Regions from separate parts of the Sus scrofa genome. Here region 1 is linked to region 2. Evidence: chromatin contacts called from public Hi-C data. All regions are on one chromosome and are shown on one strand. Each heading gives the region's core, a stretch centred on a gene start, on an enhancer-like site or on the middle of the called end of the contact. The rest is flanking DNA. Distances are from core to core; before and after follow the strand shown. Region 1 has its middle 270 kb from the start of CWC22. Region 2 has its middle 99 kb from the start of CWC22.

Region 1 (4,475 bases), core at 1,940-4,439, 170 kb after region 2:
CTACATCACTAGTTTGTTCCTCTGCGTTATTCGCTCTGGTTTTTACTGCCCTTAGCTCAGTTTGTATCTCTGCAAATGAATTTTCTAGTTTTTCTTGGCTCCTCCTTATATTTCCTAGTTCCTTTCTGAGAGGGTCTGCATTACTGTTCATATCTTCTCTTAATTCCTTCAGTACTTTCACTATCTTCCTTTTGAACTCCAAGTCTGTCAGAGTGCAGAGTTCTGTTTCATTGTTGACTGCTTTAGGTGAGGTCTCCTGTTGGATTAACTGGGAATGGTTTCTGAGCTTCTTTATCTTGCTTGTGTTTTTCTTTTTTGTGTTGGAGGTGCACTCCCAATGACCAGGCAGTGTTTGACCTGGCACTAATGCAGAGTGCTCCCAAGGGCACATGGTATTGGCCAGCCTGCTTTGAGGCAGTGGGGCTTTTCCTGAAGGTGGACGGTGTTAGCCATTTCATTCCCTGGCAGAGGATGCTTGCCGAGAGCATGCGGGCCTAGCAGGGGCACTCAGAGGCAAAGGAGCTCTTCCCGAGGGTGGCGGTGCTAGCTGGCTTGCTCTACTAGATTGGGGCAGTTCCTGAGGGTGGGCAGGGCTAGCCAGCTTAGTCAGAGGCAAAGGAGCACTTCCTGAGTGTCGGCAGGACTGGCAGACACACTTCCCATGGCTGGACATGGCTTCCCCTGGCATTCTTGGGTCACGGACCTCTTCCTGAGGGTGGGAAGTGCTGGGCGGCTTGCTCTGTGGAATTGGGGCCCTTTCTGTGTGTGGGCAGGACAGGCTGGTGAAGCTGCGGTGGTGGTTGGCTTCCCATGGGTTGGATTTATGTTAATGAATTGTTCTAGATTACAGAGCTAATAAATAGTGTTGCAATTGGAGTTCAAGTTGATCTGTACATGGGATGGGGGAGGGGGAGATGTGTTGGGAAGCTCTGCTCTGTACCAGCTGGTGGGCAAGTGCGCATGCTGGGGCACAGGGAGTATTCTATGGCGGCTGCCCCTCATCCTCTCACCTCCCTAACACTGGTGCCTTGTCTCTCCTGTAGGTCCAGATCTTCTCCCAGGTTCCCTCTGTTGTGGCTTTCCACTCCCCAGCCCTTAGCATATTGCTCCCTCCGCCTTCGACCCACGGCTTCCTAGTTCCTCAGGCTGTATCCACACCACCAACCCCAGCCCGCTCCCAGGGACTAACCTCTGGATCCTAGGTCTTAGTGCCCAGCCTCCACCCGAGCTTCTCAGCCTTTGGTCTCTGTACCAGTGGTTCACATGATCTGTGCAGCTCTCATTCTGCACTTTTCTCGGCATCTGGAGATCTCTCCCACTCAGTTGATCTTTCCCTCAGTTAGGTGACTTTCCAGGGTGTGGGTTCCCTCTCCCCCTCACAGTTCCCTCTTGGGAGTGCCAGTCTGGTCCAGATTCCCCTTCTGTATCTCTCCTCTTTTCTCTTGTTTTACCCAGTTATGTCAAGAGATTCTTGCCATTTTTGGAGGTTTAAGTTCTTCTGCCAGCATTCAGTTGCTGTTCTTTGTGAGTCATTTTACATGTAGATGTGTTTTTTTGTTGTGTTTGTGGGAGAGGGTGATCACGTCCCCCTACTTTTCATCATCTTGCCTAACTTGTTAGTGAGTTGTTCTAGATTATAGAGCTAATAAATAGTGTTGCTGCAATTGGAATTCAAGTTGATGTGGCTTCAGTGCCCGAGTTTTTTTTTTTTTATTTTAATCAAAGCAGAATTACTGATAAGTGCTGCTGACTAAAAGAGGAATAGATAATTTATGTGTATTACTGAACTTTCCTGATTGTTATCTAATTCTATTATTATAATTTTGATTACTAAGTTAGTATTTTTAAGTACAGTATGTATTATAATTCGAAATTCATATTTCAGCAGTGGGGTTATGTCAGTACAAATTTTATACCCTTGTTCACAAAGCAGTTCTTTTAAGTTATTCAGAGAATGTGATATATTGATGCCAGTGTCATGATAGATTTTATACATCTTCAGTCAGGCTATATTGGTACAGATCAATCTTGATTATGACCTCTTCAAGCATCATCACACCCACAATGAATCCCTCTTAACCAAACAATTTTTTATGAGGAAAAAAAAATAAACCTATTTTATTCCTCAAAAATTCTTTAATTATATAAAAACTGACTAGTTTTAGATCTTGTGAAATTATTAAAACTTCCTCTATGAAGGCAATTTAGTTGTGATCTTGTTCTGTCAATTTAATCATTAGTTCAGTGTAACAATAATATAATAACCATGAAAGACAAATAGCAAGGTAAGCACACACTAATTTCCTATGACACTGGCAACATGGTGATTATGGAAATAGCAAATGAAGCTCTTAAGATGCAGGAAGTCCATTATTAGGATGTAGTAGGATCTAGTTCATAAAGGCATTTATTTAAGCTGCACCTGTTAGTCAGAATGCCCCTATCAGCATTTAAGCATATGTTTTCCAAGGTTATGGGTAGGCCATTTGAAATATTTTCTAGGGCAGGGCTTAAATTACAAGTGCCTGAGCTAACCTTGAAAAATAGACTCACACAAATAAATGTAATATAAGTCGATTTTAGCTTTAAGCCAAGAAGATATGATTAATAGTTCTGTGGGTTAGTAAGGGAATAATTTAAGATCATCAGTGATTTAGCACTGATCAAGCAATAGAATTGAATATAATTGGATATGGATTCACCTTGTTAAGGTGAGTTTAACAAGTAAATGTAAGTTTAGAATGAAATAATAGTGTTGCAGTTGGTTTTAAGGACTTTTTTTTTTCCCCCCAAAGAGAGTTAAAGGAGAGAATTAAGAGGAGGTAATGAGGTTAAATGGGACATGAAGGACCCTAGAAATGCAGAAGAGGGTGGTGTGAACTAGTGGAGAGGGAGCTGAATGGAAGAGTTAGGTTTGGATTTGAGGATTCTCATCTCTGACCCTACTGCTCTGTGGCCTTCAACATATTGCAAAACTCTGACATCTGGTTTCCACATTTGCAAGAGGAAAAAGTTGTAGTCAGTGAGCCCTAAAGGTCCTCTCATTCTGATCCAGAAACTGACTCTCCTGTTTATTAGGAGCGCAAATCAAAACTATTGTCATTGGGAATGCCTGGTTCTCTAGTCTGTGGGAAGAAATTTAGGCTTACCCACATATGAGGCTAGGAAAAAAATAAGTAGATCATTTTAACTGTGTCTTCGGGTCAAATTGATTTGCTCATGCCACCTACAGGGTGAAACTGGACCCATAGGATCTTGTACTACCTAGTTCAAATGTAAATGAGTGTTGCAAAATTTTCTAGAGCCATTTTGCAATTGGCCTTGTGGAAAATGTTCCTATTCCTAGTTAGTAGTCTCTAAGTAATCTTTTTCTGACCATTTTATAAAAAGTCCATGTTTAATTAAGATTATTTGTAAGAAGAATTTTTTAAAATAATAGTTTTTACCACATTAACAAAATCATATGATCATAAATGCAAAACATGCAAAACATTTGACAAAATTCAACATTCATTTTTATCATAAAATGTTTTTAATCATAAAACTCTCAACAAAGCAGATATAGAAGGAATGTACCGCAATATAATACAGGCTGTATTTGATGAGCAAAGCACACAGCTAGCATCATACTCAGTGGTGAAAAGTTGAAAGCTTTTCTTCTAAGATCATGAACAGGACAAGGATACCCACTCTCACTACTTTTATTCAACATAGTACTAGAAATCCTAACCAGAGCAAGGCAAGAAAAATAAATGAAAGGCATCCAAATTGGAAAAGAGGCAGTAAAACTATCACTATTTGCAGATGACATGCTATTATAGTACCTTAAAGACTCCATCAAAAAACTTTTAGAACTGATAAATGAATTCAGTAAAGTTGCAGAATTCAAAATCAATACATAAAATCTTTTGCATTTCTGTGTACTAATAGCAAATGATAAGAAAAAGAAATTAAGAAAAAAAAATCCCATTTACTGTTGCATCAAGATGAATAAAATACCTAGGAATAAATTTAACCAGGGAGCTGAAAGACCTTTGTATTGAAATCTACAAGACATTAATGAAAGAAATTGAAGACACAAATAATTGGAAAAATATTCTGTGCTCGTGTGTTGGACACATCAATATTGTTAAAATGTTCATACTACTCAAAGTAATCTACAGATTTATTGCAATCCCTATCAAAATTCTGTTTTTTTTTTTCTCACAGAAATGAAGCAAATAATCCTAAAATTTTCAAGGATTCACGAATTGTCAAAGCAATCTTGAGAAAGAACAACTGAACTACAGATATAACACTCAGGATTTCAAACAATATAAGAAAGCTATACTGATTAAAACAGTATGTTACTGGCTTAAACACAGACACGTAGATAATTGGAACAGAATAAAGAGCCCAGAAATAAATCCGTATATATATGGTCAACTAATTTGCTACTAAGATGCCAAAAATATACAATGGAAAAAGGACAATCT
Region 2 (4,491 bases), core at 1,735-4,234:
ATTCACACTAGTACTTCTTGCCTTGGATCAGTGGTTCCCAAACTTTCCTTAAGATTAGAATCGCCTGGAGGTGGGAGCAGCTTTAAAACCTTCCAAAGCCCAGGTTACACCCTAAGCCACATAAATCAAAATGCCTAGGGATGGGAGCCAGGCGTTGCTATAGTTTAGATCCTCTGATGATTTCAGTGTGCTGTGAAGGTTTGGGAACTACTGCTTTTGGTGTCCTATAATGTGTGTCAGCTTACCATAACTTTACACTTGGCTATTTTTGGTTTAATATTGTTCTCCCATTATATTTTTGTTACTCATCTAAAATAATAGAAAACAAGTTTTATGCTGATTGAAGCAGAGATTATTGTTGCTCCAGTCAGATTCCCTTGGATCCCTTTCATCCAGCTGTTGGTCATTTTGTAGCTTTGGTGTGGTTTTGCTTCCAGTGACCAGCACTTGTGAACCTACTTTGCCAGGCGACCTCAGGCTCTTTATCTCAAGAGCAATGTGCTTGGGAGTATGAATGCTCAGTCCCCTCATTTCTTGTTTGAATAAATGTCAGAGTTCCTTGCAGGATCAGGTCAAGGACACCCTCCGTGGGACTTAGTCTGAAACATATCCTTGCATGGCTTTCATTTCTGATCTGCTTTCCCTACTCCCTTCTGATTTCTCCTGGGAGCACCTTCTTAATAAATCACTCATGAATTCTCATATCAGAATCTGCCTCTTGGGAACCCAACCTAAGGTACTTATCCTTCCTTCAAAGCAGAGTGCTGAGCATATATAAAATTCAATGAAGATTTATTAGAAGAGGGATTCTTGATATGAGAAATAGAAACACAATTTAATAAAACCTTAATTGAAGGTACTGAAATATGATATATTCAGGGGTTCTCTGTAGAATTAGAAATACTTTCTTAAATGTAATTTAAAAAGCCTGGACATATTGAAATCTCTCTTGGGGTAGGAAATATGGGCTAGGTAAAATGTTCTCCACAATATTTATAAAAACATCCAAGGAACAGTTTGAGACCAAGCAATGCGTAGTATGAAGGCAGTTACATTGATATCACAATTGAACAACAGAATAGGAGATCCTACATTTAACCTCATGTTGCAGATGTTGAGAGGGGCTTTCTTTCTAGACTTAGGCCCAAGAATTTGCTTTTTTAACAAGTTCCCAGGTTGGCTTCATGACATGGGAGTCCCAGGAGGAGGGGCGAGCTACATCCCTGTGGGTCACCAGTTTTACCTGCCGGGGCTCAGTAAAATTGTATTTTTATGAGTCATGAAAATTATTAGACATTAATAATCTGCCTGAGATATTGTGAGGCAGGAAAGTGGCAGTCCATCAGTCACATTTGGAACAGTGGTTGGAAAAATAAAATTGCTTCTTGTTAATGTTCAGTGAATGCTTACCCTTACTTAAACTATCAGCTCACCTGTAACAGGGGTTTGCATATAAATTTTGTGGGCAGCAAAGCAGATTTTTAACATCTTGAGTGGTTTACTTTCCATTTCCTTCTCAGGGCCAACAGCAGTGATTTTGTGTCTCTTTTTTCCTTTCTCTCTCTCTCTCTCTTCCTGGGGTCCATAGTAGAGAAGAGAGAATTTGACTTATTCAACTGTTTTGTTTATAAGGTGTGCAATTATATGGATCATTTTACATTTATACAGAACATAGGCATTTTTCTTTTCTTTTCCTATAATTAGTTATCAATTATTATCAGGAGGCTTGAGGCTTTAGCACATACACCCAGCACTTGAAGATAATGTTTTGATATAAGTTCCCATTTTCACTACCTATTCTTATCAGACTACTTTGGGAAATCTGTGCATATTTTTTGGTTTATGAAAGTCCTCAGCTAATATCTTTGCTCTCTTTTCATACAAAAATGGCTTATGCATGCCACAATATACTGTTTTTGTTCACTTACCCTTTTGGGTTGTATCACAGTAGGCAAGTGATGTGGCCCTTTTCTGTTAAAATAAACCACCATTTTAGGTTGTTTGATGTTAAAACAAAATTTCACTAGGTGGCGGTGTTGGAATGAAAACTAATATATCTCTCATCGCCTTCTGTCCATAGAAAATCCTCTGTTTAAAATCTATTGTAACTTGTCATTTTGGCTTTTGAATCGGGTCTGCTTCCCTCTAAATTAAATAGATTGGGATGATTTGGTGTTTAGGCAATAGAACATGCAATGTTTCCTGGAGACCCCCAGAGGACACTGGGCAAAAACAATGAGGAGGTATTTTTTGTTCAATTGTCATCCAGATCACTTCTTTGTTGGTATTTTTGGCTGCCTTATGCTACTCCACTGATGTTTAGGAACAATTGCATAGTGACAAAATATTTTGACCCTGCTCAGTGGCCCAGTCTATGGATACTTCACCCAGTCTCGTCTCCATTTGACTGAAGTTCTGATGGATTTATTAGATTGCTTCTAAGAATTAACTGATCTTTGCCCGTTTGTCCAGTGCTTCTCCAAGTATGGTCCCTGGACCAGCACTATCATTTGGGAATTTGTTAGGAAGGTAAAGTCTCAGGCCCAAAAGCCAGATAGGCTAAATCGGAAACCCGGGCAGTAGGGCCCAAAGATCAAGAGTTCTACAAGCCCACAAAGTGACTTTTTTTTTTTCTTTTTCTTTTTTTTTGCTTTTTAGGGCCTCACTTGCGGAATATGGAGCTTTCCAGGCTAGGGGTCTAATCAGAACTGCAGCTTCCGGCCTACACCACAGCCACAGCCACGCCAGATCTGAGCTGCATCTGCGACCTACACCACAGCTCACCCCAGGTCCTTAATCCACTAAGTGAGGCCAGGAATTGAACTGCAACCTCATGGTTCTTAGTGAGATTTGTTTCCACTGCGCCACGATAGGACCTCCCCCGCCAGGTGATTTTAATGCCCACTGAACTTGAGAACCACTGTGCTAGAGCCTTCCTGGGAAGAAAACGCTTATTCTTGGGCTAACCTCTCTCCTGAGTCCTTAAAGAACTTTGAAGGCAGACAGGTGGGTGAAAGATTTGAAGGCAAGTGTTTGTTCCACTTGGCCTACAGGAGGGCTGGCTGGCTCTGCTCTCCCTTAAAGTTCTCTCTGTCCCCACAAAACCCTTCCATTATAGTGATATTTAAGCCTATTTCTAGTATGTCAACCAAGTGGGAAAGTCTGATTAGTCGTTCACACTCCTTTTTCAGGAAAGAGGCCGCCCAAGAGGCCGCCAGAGGGCAGCCGCGTTCCTATTCTGCCTCTGCCTTACTGAAAGGCGGGTTCTGGCTCTTTCGTCAAAGAAAGGTGATCCAGTGGCCGCGGTCCTTTGGCTCGGCTGTTTGTCTCTTTCCCTGAGGCAGTTTGAATCAGAGCCGAAAGAGAGAGAGAGAGGAATTGATTAGTGTGTCAGAGAGCTACTATGTGAGACTTCAATCCACCACTGGCCCTGTTTCACTAAGTAAATGCCGGGAAAGCTCTGGAGGTTCCACAGGAGGTCGCGGTCTAGTGAAGCAGGGTCTCCTTGAAGCGCAGTCAGCTCAAACAGGCGCCTGGAACAGCTCTTGTCTTCTGTCCAGTGTTGGACTCTGGATACCTGCACATCCGGATCTTTTAAATCTCCTGATGCCCAGGCTGCACCCCAGGCCAATCCCCTCAAAATCTTGGGAGTTTTCTGGACCGTCGGTATAGTTTAAATTTTGCTAAGTGCCTCACTGTGCATCTAGGACTGGGAATCACTATGTTGAAGATGTTGAGATTAATCTGTGGCGAAGTTGTTTCAATGCAGAAACCTTGGTTGTTGCCTCATATCGTAGTGTAAATTTCAAAAGGGAGTTTTCCGTTTTGGCCAGTTTTGTTATTCAAATGGAGAGGTTTATGGTACCACAGAAAGGCATCACTCCCCCTGTTCCCACTTTCTCCTCCTTTTCCCTTTCCTCTGTCCTTCCTTCCTCCTTTCCTCCCTTCCTTCACTGAACCTAGGTTTGGCTGCTTGCTTCTCATAAGTCAATAATTTGAGAGACAAGTGTCAGTAGAAAGAAAAGTTGCTTTAATCAGAAAAGCAGGCTATCTGGAGAGAAGGTGGACTTGTGTCTAGAAACTAACTCTGAAGATTCTGCTCAGCCAGGACAGTTGTTAAAGGAAAAACTGGGGGCAGAGGGTGGGGAGGATCTCAGGGAATCTTTAAGGCAGGAGGTTGGGTTCTGCATCATTGTCCATTGAATGACTTTCCCTTCAGATATTATTTTACCTGTGTGATCTTCCTGCAGGATTGCTGATGGGGGCTGTTGGGGATAGAGAGCTAATCAATTTTTAACTGCTTAATTCTTTTTATTTAGGAAAAGAATCAACAGGTGAGACAAGACATGGTGTGCATTCAGTAGAGTCAGTTCAATTGTTTAGTCATCTCATTCCTATAATTAGGTACTTTTAAGTTTAGAGGGGAACAGAAATTGGCAAACAGGAAAGGGGTAAAAGAGCTGCTTTCACTTCCCTTCTTTCTTCCCTCCT

Evidence for each region. A called contact is a pair of places that touch in the nucleus more often than the background predicts.
Region 1: a contact with region 2 is called in a Hi-C map of skeletal muscle, with 7 times the contacts expected there. The contact joins two enhancer-like sites. A contact is called at or near these places in 1 of 47 Hi-C or Micro-C datasets (skeletal muscle) and 1 of 2 datasets of contacts at active chromatin or transcription factors (skeletal muscle).

Annotation. Positions count from the first base shown.
Region 1 is chr15:85,876,617-85,881,091 of Sscrofa11.1, forward strand. No RefSeq gene overlaps it. Among named protein-coding and RNA genes, the nearest start is that of CWC22, 270 kb to the left of the region's middle. Within about 2 kb of position 3,190, at least 3 of the 83 cell types and tissues checked have an H3K27ac peak or open chromatin away from gene starts, as enhancers often do. A contact at or near this core is called in skeletal muscle, where this site is marked.
Region 2 is chr15:85,702,582-85,707,072 of Sscrofa11.1, forward strand. No RefSeq gene overlaps it. Among named protein-coding and RNA genes, the nearest start is that of CWC22, 99 kb to the left of the region's middle. Within about 2 kb of position 2,985, at least 5 of the 83 cell types and tissues checked have an H3K27ac peak or open chromatin away from gene starts, as enhancers often do. A contact at or near this core is called in skeletal muscle, where this site is marked.